Linked DNA regions of Arachis hypogaea: region 1 is linked to region 2. A link is a contact called in public Hi-C data. All regions are on one chromosome and are shown on one strand. Each heading gives the region's core, a stretch centred on a gene start, on an enhancer-like site or on the middle of the called end of the contact. The rest is flanking DNA. Distances are from core to core; before and after follow the strand shown.

Region 1 (5,012 bases), core at 1,131-3,630, 96 kb before region 2:
TTCTGAGGCATGCATATTTGCGAGATCCAGAGTTCGTATAAAAGACGGAACACTAAAGAGGTGCTGGTTTACAATCACATCTGTTTCATTTTGCACCGCCGGATTGTCTGCTAGGTCTCCGTCATTGTTTTTATCATCGACTTCGTAGTTCGCTTCGAACTCCCCTTCACTATCGTTGTTATCTTCTTCCCAACCTATATCCCCGAGCCATCAACATTGATCTCCTCATCAACCGCGTCTAGCCCCGTATGCTGTTCAAACTTAACATACAGTTCTATCAACGACACATGAAATCAGGTTTGTTGATAAATATAGAATATTTGTTGCATAAATGCGTCACCAGTGATGGACATTATTTGAAACTGTGTCAACCTATCAAATACTTGTACATGATTTTTGTATAAAATGTTGTTCACCCTCTTCAAAATGTGATTTTGTATGTTCTCACAAAGACCATTTTGCAACTTTACAAAACTCATGGTGCATGAAATAGCAAATGAAAACAGACATTCACAAACAAAAGTCACCATTTCGTGTGTGTTTGATAAAATCTCACCGTTATAATACAGTCGCAATTTTGCAATACCTTTTATAACCCCAACTTTATCTAACTCAACTTTTTTTGACACAATTAATTGCTAAAAAAACTTACAAATATGAAATATATGAAAAAAAGAGGAATAGAAATGAAAGTGAGGTACAAATCCATATGAATTGAGTTTAATATTTATAAGCAATATCCTCAATTAAAATATTTTTTTTGTACAAAATACAAGCTGTATTTTACAGTTTTTGATAAAAAAAAATTTATACATTTAAAACGTAACTTGTGTTTTACTATTTTAAAAAAATTAAAAAAAAGCCAATCCAAAACGCAACATGCATTTGAATTATTTGTTTTATATATAAAGAAAACAAAGTGAAAAAGTAAAATGCAGATTGCAGTTTTGACTAACACCATAATCAAGTACGGACCCAGTCACAACTACGAGAGGGCATTTGTCTCTACAGTATTTTCAATTTTTTTAAAAAAAATAATTATATATAATGTGTCCTATTTCAAATTTTAGATGAGTCAACTATAAATAAATTAAATTTAATTGGCTAAAATCTTAAATTTATTTTTTTATTATTTTGACTATTATTTAACCTAATCAAATTTAATTCTTGTGTTACCACTTTTTTATTCTTTTAAATTCTCTTATTTTTTATATTTTTAACTTTCTTTTTCTATTCCTTATCTAGTTGTCATATTCTCTTCATCAAAATATAAATTTCAAATTCTTCATGTTTTTTTATATAACCCTCCACGATTCTATGTATCTTTTAATTTCATTGTTTCTCTTTTTGATATTATCAATTGCAAATTTTAATTCAAATAATTATAGTATAAATATTAATATAATATTTTATTCTTTTCATGATTTTATATATTTTATTTTATTCTTGATTTATTCATTTTTATTATTTATTATTTATTTTTTGTTCTATTATATGTACCTATGTTATATATAAAATTTTAAAATAAATTGATTAATTTATTAATTTAGAATATATTTTTTTATTTTAGAAATAATAATAGAAAAATATTTTAATTACAATATATAATTAAATAGATGTATAAAATCTTTCATCTAATATTATATTAAAATTAAATTAAAAAATATATAACAAATTTAATTATTTAAAAAAAAGAAAAAATTGTAAATTAAGTTTTTGTTATTTTATATAAATATACTTTTTATATACAGATTAATTTTTTGGTATTTATATATAATTTTAGTTTTAAATTATAAATATTAGTGTATTATTAGGCGCTAATGTGTCAATTGATTCAATCTTTTATTATTAAATATATATTAAAAAAATTAGTTAGAATAATAAATTATTTATAGTTTAACTAAGATGTTTTAAGTTTAAATTTTAAAAATAAAAAATATTTTTTTATAAATTATATATAATAAATAATATATATTTTGAGAATGAAAATATTTATTAACTCTTTTTAATTTTTATATCTCTATATAATTAATAATGTTTAATAAAATTTATTTTAGTATATATATTTTTATCTCATTTTAAAAAATTTTTGAATTTATTACTGATTATAATAATATAAATATTTTATATACGTTTATTTAGTTGAATTATACCATAATTATTTTTATATGAAAAAAATAACCTAGATACAGAAATTCTATTTTTTTTTTTAAATAAAATTACGTTGTAGGACTCGTGATATGTAGAACTAATAATTAGGTAGTTTGGTCTGGTCCATGCTGCTGTTACATATGTAAGAATAGTCTCTCCTACTATAGGCTAGGCATAATTATTGCAATACAGATAGCAAAAAGCCTAATAAGTTAGGAAAAATTGGTAAAAATATCTATTGTTTTTCTTCTTGTCCGGTAGTATGTGTCCAGAGACCAGAGAAGTCACGGGTTACATCTACACTCAAATCTTTCGCAATTGTGCATTATGAAACTTTCTGGTTTCTTACAGGAAAAGCCTGAAACTTATATTTTCACGTAAAGGATCAAATTAGTGCTTCAAAAATTATTTATTTTTTAAATTAATTTTTGAAAATTATTTTAGTTAAATTTATTTTTAAAAAATTTAAATTAATCATATTAGTTTATTTATTATTTTATTGTTAATGGCGTTAGAATTTATAGATATAATATGTTAAATAATAACACAATACACATTTAATAATTTTAATTGATAAATAATATAATAAATTTATAAAATTAGATTAAATCAATTTTAAATTGAAAGATTTTAATATTTTAAAGTCTTTTTAATTAAATTTTAATTTGATCTAATTTTATAAATTTATTATGTTAATAAAAATTAAAATTTCTAATGTATATTGTAATGTCATTAATGTGTTACATTAGTAAATTTTAATATACTTAATAAAATAAATGACAAAAAAATTAATGTGATTAATTTAAAATATTTTAAAAATAAATTTAATTAAAAAATTCAGGATCAATTCAAAAAATAAGTGATTTCTCATAAATGAATTTAACAAGTTATTTTGTATTGTCAACACCACTGCTACTGCATTCATCAATCATTGGAACCGTCTAGATTTTCCCCGCATAAAAAAAGGCTAGCAACTTATTAAATTTTTTTAATTTTCTATAATGAGATCTGAGAATTTTAACAGATTTTTCAAATAAATATTCCAAACCCTAATGACTCCAATATATAAGTAGGGATGTTTGCGGTACGGTTTGGTTCGATTTTTAAGAAAAAAATCATCCGATTCGAATATCTAATTGAACTGCGGTTCGGTTTGATTCTTTTTTTTTATCGAAACTATCCGAACCAAACCAAACTAATTAAAATCGGTTTGATTTGATTCGGTTTGTTCGAATTTTTCAACCAATTAAAAAAATACTATCGTACTATTTCACAAAGTAATAACATTGAAATCGACCAACACAAATACACAATAACTAACAAAGTTTTGCTCTAATGAAATTTAACGACAAAAAGAATTTAAATACAACAATTAAAAAAGTTTAAAAATTCAACAGTCAACACAATTGAAAATAAAAATAAAATTCTATTAAAAGATAGACAAGTTATGGTGTCTTCTCGAATAAAACAGCTAAACTTCTTAACGCAAACCAACCTGAAATAAAAAAGCAATTACATAAATCAATAAACAGCAATGATTAAAATAATTCAACAAACAGAACATTACCTAACAAACAACAAACAATGAATCCACAAACAGCAAGTCAGCAACAAATTGGGTTAAAAATACCAATGCTGAGTATAATTTAACCAAATTAACAATGAATCAACAAGTTAGCAAGTTAGCAATAAAGTAAACAATACCAATGCTGTGTTAATGTTGCAAGTGTGAAGAATGCATGAAGTTAGTCCCACATCAAAGAAGAAAAGGAACAGTGATGAGTTTATAAGATGAGAGACCCATTAACTTGACACCTTAAGGTTTTGAATTGGATATGGTATTTTCTTATCTTATGTTCTCTCGCTTGATTCCTCCCCGAAATCTCTCATGTTGGGTATCAGAGCCTGGTTAATCAGTTTGGTGGTTTTAAGGGGTATTCAAGGTAAAGCATCAAAAGTCTTCCCGACAAAGGTAGTCCGAACAGCGTGTTTTGCGATGGTGGAGCTAGGGGAGTTGATGTTTGATGTGGAGGTTCACACTTGAGAGAGAGATTGTTAATGTTGCAAGTGTGAGAAATGCATGAAGTTAGTCCCACATCAAAGAAAGTAAAGAAGAGTGAGGAGTTTATAAGATGAGAGACTCATTAACTTGACACCTTAAGATTTTAAGTTAGATGTGGTGTCTTATCATCTTATGTTCTCTCACTTGATTCCTCCACGAAATCTTTCCGGTGGTCGAGAGCTCTCTACGGTTGGCCACAACAACAATGAATCAATGATTTAACCAATTACATACCGGCTTCGTGGTGGGAGACTGGGAGGAACGTGGGTTCGCCGCGCCGCCGTGAGAGGAGAGCGCGACTGTGAGAGACTGGAGCTTTCAATTGGGGGTGAAAGGCATGGGAACGGGGCAGGATTGATATTTCACCAATTTGATTCGGTTCAGTTAGAATTTTATTTGTCAGAACCAAAAACTGAACTAAACTGTAAAAAAATTACAAAACACATTTTTCGATTTTCAATTTATTCGATTTTTAATTTTTTCAGTTCGTTTGGTCAATTTAATTAAGTCCGAATCCATTTTAAACACCCCTACTATGTAGTCATGTAATTTATTGTTTGCGTGATACCAAGACAATATATAAAGAAAAGAAAAGATTCAAAGCATTCATTCTGATGATACAACGCACGCAGGCTCTCCCCTTTAATCATGCATTCAAATGCTTTATTGATTTCTGAGAAAGGTACTTGATGAGTATTAAACTTCTCCCAGCTCATATTCCTGTGCCATGTTACAAAGGAAATTTACTAGTCAGAACTCGTTCAGAATCAGAAGAAAAAAAAGAAGTTGCCATGTGATT
Region 2 (5,000 bases), core at 1,874-4,373:
TCATCCTTTTGTCCATTACCTTTTCTAACTACTTTTATTAATTTTGGAAAGTGGGAACTACAAGCTTAGCTTGGACTGTTAAGGTACTAAACTATTTACTTAGAATCAACTAAGGAACCTCACTAATTTATTCATTTTCTATACCCATTTTCTTTTATCAAAGGTCTACCGCTCAAAGTAAACAAATCAAATATGCATTAACATATACAAATATTTTCATCGCGATATTCTCTATTCTAAACCTTGCAACCTTATGTATATATGTTTTATTATTCAAAAACTATTAAAAATGAGAGAAGCTTTTGCCTACACGCACATGAGCAACCGAGTTTTAGTAGTGTTCCAATTTTAATTTATGAACTTCTAACACAATTTCATGTGACATACACTTAGAGTTATCCTATTTGATAATCTTGTATTTTTTTGTCATGCTTTGACGATAATTTTGTTTAATTTAGCTAAATGATTAACGAAGACCGTATGAAATTAAAAATTTTCATATATTGACCAAAAGGTATGTGTGACTTACAAACTGTTATTTGTCAAAGCATATTGTATTTCCAACACTCCAAAATCAAATAAGTTAACCAAATCACATTTTCTTTTTTATGAAAATTAGGTTAAAAATAAAACAAAAATTAAGCAAGAAAAAATTAACTATCCTGGACCTGGAAGACGATGACAAAGCTAGACCTGACAACGGATGATGAAGCTGGCGACACGAAGAATGGCGCTTGTTGGTAGTGAGAAGAGCAGTGGCTACAACGGAGGTCAGGGTTCGCAATGGCGGCTGCAATGGAGACATTGTGGCAAACGGGAGGTGCAAGGAGAGGAGGGAGGTGGCGTCGGTGGCAGCGGAGATGGGGTTGACGGTGTCGGCGAGATTCAGACACGACTAGAGAGAGAAAGGGAGAAGAGAGGTTAGAGAGAGTAGCTTCAAATTAAAGGGGTAGAGGGGTTCACGCTTTGAATTTTAAGGCTCATTACCATCGGATTTACCAGCGGATCCGCCGGTAACTCGTTGCAAATGACCGAAATGCAGCATTTCACTGAAATGGGTTTACCGACAGATTATTCTGACAGTAAATTTCACGTAACATTTCGTGCCTATTTCTTTCATTTTCCTTCCAAGTATTATCGACAAATTTATCGTCGGAAATCGAAATCCGCCAGTAACGATTTGATCCAATGAAATCCATGTCAAAACTGTCTGTGAATTCGTCGGTAAAGCTGACGCTAATGTGCAACGCTAAACCGACAGTAAATTCAATGGTACTCAACGTTTTTCTTGTTATAGAATTTTATTCCTCTTTTGAACAATAAATCTGACAGTACTCAACATTTTTTTAAGATTTTATCAATTTTCTTTTTTTTTTCCCTTAAGGCTTAATATTAAATTGAGTTAGTCCTTAGTATTAAGTCGAGTTAATCCTATACACACATCAAATATGTCTAATATATACTTAGATGGATCACTTCACTCAGCTCATGTATTTAAAAAATAAAGTAATAGAGTAGATATAAAATGGCAAAAACTCATCACCAATACAAAGTTACTCACTCTTTAGTATTTAGTAGGAGTGGCAAACGGATTAACTCGTTCTACTCCACTACCCTACACTTTAATTTATAATATATATATCCTTCTCATTTTTGTTTCTATGTAATCTTATGATAAGTAATTAAAGAATCTCATATTTCAAAATAGCTAGTTTATTTTATTATATTTTGTTTGTTTTAATACTCCAAATAATATAATTTTTATAGAGAATGGGACATAAAACTCAAAAAAAAAAAGATAGAAGGGTCCTAAAAAATGTAATTTTAACAAAGTCTACATAAAAATTTAAAGAGATACATGAGGAAAAAAATGACATTCCAATTAAAGTTCATATTTTTGTCATACTAATTTATATGTACAAGCATTCGCTTTTCAGAATTTATGATAAATATTCCAATTATGTAATTTATTGCAATATACTTTAATAACCAAAACTAATACTTTTATGGAAAAGTATGAGGAGCCAATGAAATATTTATACAATGTGTACAATGGAGGTTTATGAAGTATTAGATATATAATTATTAGTGTTACATTTTTCCTCAGCTGAATCTTTTGGGATGAGTGGTATCATGCATGGTATTAAAGCGCTAGATCTAAAAGGTCAAGAGTTCGATCCTTGGTTACACATTGTACAAATAGTCCATTTTCTCCCTAGCGGAATCCTACTTTTATAGAGTGCAATTCGACAATTTTTTAAAGGCAATAGAAACTTACTACTATTTTAGAATATACTTTTATACACATTATTCATTTACCTAAAATTTATAGTCATGTCCAAATCTAACAAAATACTTTAGAATTCTACTCTAATTACCGTACAGTTACCTAAATTTGTACTATGACACTAAAAAATTACTTTTGTGATCTCTTAGACTTTGTTTAGTTAGAAGGAAAAAAAGAGAAAAAAAAATAAAAAAAGAAAAAAAAGAGTAAAATTTTATTTTTCTTAAATATATTAAGATAAAAAAAAATAGTATATAATATTATGAAAGAATAATTTTATTTTTATATATTTTAAAATAATTAAAAATAGAAAATAATATTAAAATATTAATACTAAATATATTTTCCTTTCATTTTCCATCGAATATACGGAGGAAAAAAATTTCAAGAATTCTACCTACTTTTTTTATACTATTCATTTTCTTTAAATTTTTTTATTCAACCAAACAAAAAAATAGCTATTTTTTAATTTATTTTTTTCTTTTTTTCCTTAGTCTCATTTTCACTTCAAATAAACACACCCAATAGACCTTCACAAATCATTTGATCCTCCTTTGTAATAGAGATATCCGAATTCAGCTTAATAAAGGAAGTGTTTGGGGGAATCCGATAAATTTATTTTTCAACAAATCATCCAACCTTTTCTCTTATCCAAATTATCTTCTCATGTACTTAAATTATACTCTTTAACTAAATGTACAGACAAATAATAGATTTTATCTTTATCTACTGCCTTGTCTCTCTTAATAATAATAATAATGATAATAATAATAGTAATAATTATAAAAGAAGAAGAAGAGTGCATTTAACAAGCAACTAACCGCCTAAGGAAAGAGAAATAAAACCTTAGGTTGGAATTGAAAATCAAAATCTACAAGAGTTTCGCCACGCGGCTTATGCTACCCATAATATAATATAAATGTAAAATAATGTATTAAATGTCAACTAAAAATATGTATAATATCCATATATAAGCTAAGGTTTGCAACTCTATAAAAGCCGTCTCGTTGCTCCCATCTTCTTGTGAGTGTGTTGTTTTCAATTCTTGAATCATTGTTTTATTGTCAACATGGAGGTTGAGAAGACGTTATTAGCAGAGAAACCCATATTTATTGAACCAAGCATTATTGATAATGATGATTGGGTAGTTTCATCCAAATCAGAAACGAGTAACGTTGATTTGTGCAACCATTTTGAAAGCTTTAAGATGCTTGTAAAGATGGAACTACCATGTAATAATAATGAATCTGTTGAGGAAAAGCTTCGTTGGCTTAGATCTCAGATGATAGGTAACGCTGCTGAGTTCTATTCTCCATTTGGAAGAAGAGAACTTGTATATGCTGATCACACTGCTTCAGGTCGCAGCCTTCAATACAATGAAGATTTCATCATCAAACATGTTCTTCCTTTTTATGGTATGTATGTTCGCACAATTCCTTTCTATATATATGCACATCTATCGATCACTTAAAGAACCTGTATTTCATCAATCAACAATTTCTCAGGAAAAAAAATTAAATAAAATAACAATTGTCTTGTTTGAAATTATTAAACCCCAAGTTTAAATATAATTTTTGTTATAAATCATATAAGTAAAATGATCGTGTCAAGTTGTTTTTATGTGAACAAAATAACTAAGAAGAAAATGTTAGGTGAATAAATTATTTTTTTATTAAATTTAATTAATTTTTTTATGCTTTTTTTGTTTTTTAACTAAAATTTTTAATTATCACAATCTTGAAGTTATTTGACTAAGATTATAGAATTGAAAATTATTAGTATTAACTATTTTTATTAGAGTGTGGTCTGGTACAAAAATAACTTTTACGTGAGTAACTACTAATTAAAAATTAGGTTAATAAAACTATGTTTATGAATATTTAATAACAATGAGTGGTATTTAATTCGTGTGTATAGGCAATACTCACACGTGTGACAGTTATGTGGGAAGTAGAAGCACAAGAATTTTGCATGAAGCAAGCGAGTACATTAAGGAATGCTTAGGAGGTGGTGAAGAAAATGCAATCATATTCTGTGGTTCGGGGACAACCGCAGCCATCAAGAGGCTCCAAGAAGTAATGGGCATCGCGGTGCCCTCAATTCTGAGAGAAAGGGTGGTAAAGAGCCTCAGCAAAGAAGAAAGATGGGTTGTGTTTGTGGGACCCTACGAGCACCATTCCAACCTGCTTTCATGGCGGCAAAGCTTGGCCGAAGTAGTTGAGATTGGCCTCGATGATGAAGGCTTGCTAGACATGGATGCCCTTAAGCTACAACTTGAGGCCTACAAAAATACCAAAAGACCATTGTTGGGATCTTTCTCTGCTTGTAGCAATGTCACCGGGATAAACTCCGACACACCAGCCATTGCTCGCCTTCTTCATCAATACAACGCCTTTGCATGCTTTGATTTTGCAGCAAGGTACGCAGTCTCTTCATATAAATATGATAGTCAAAATATGTACACATATTATATTAAACAATACAGTTTAATTAAACATGTCATAGTATCTAATAAATTCATGAACCAATGTATATAGTGGGCCATATGTGGAGATTTGCATGAGGAGAGAGGAGAGGGATGATTGGTATGATGCGGTGTTCTTGAGTCCGCACAAGTTTGTTGGTGGTCCTGACACGCCGGGGATTCTCCTCATGAACAAGGCACTGTACCGGTTGAATTCTTCGCCACCCTCCATTTGTGGAGGTGGCACTG

Evidence for each region. Hi-C and Micro-C count contacts between places; a contact is called where the count stands out from the background.
Region 1: a Hi-C map of leaf shows a contact between it and region 2, with 4 times the contacts expected there. The contact joins the enhancer-like site here to the promoter of LOC112791126 in region 2. A contact is called at or near these places in 2 of 8 Hi-C or Micro-C datasets (both in leaf).

The regions. Positions count from the first base shown.
Region 1 is chr3:120,788,864-120,793,875 of arahy.Tifrunner.gnm2.J5K5, reverse strand. No RefSeq gene overlaps it. Among protein-coding and RNA genes, the nearest start is that of LOC114927527, 22 kb to the left of the region's middle. Within about 2 kb of position 2,380, at least 2 of the 3 cell types and tissues checked have open chromatin away from gene starts, as enhancers often do.
Region 2 is chr3:120,693,243-120,698,242 of arahy.Tifrunner.gnm2.J5K5, reverse strand. LOC112791126 reads left to right here and starts at 3,123. Exons shown (of 5, transcript XM_025833845.3): 1 at 3,123-3,702; 2 at 4,205-4,706; 3 at 4,825-5,000. The coding sequence starts at 3,357.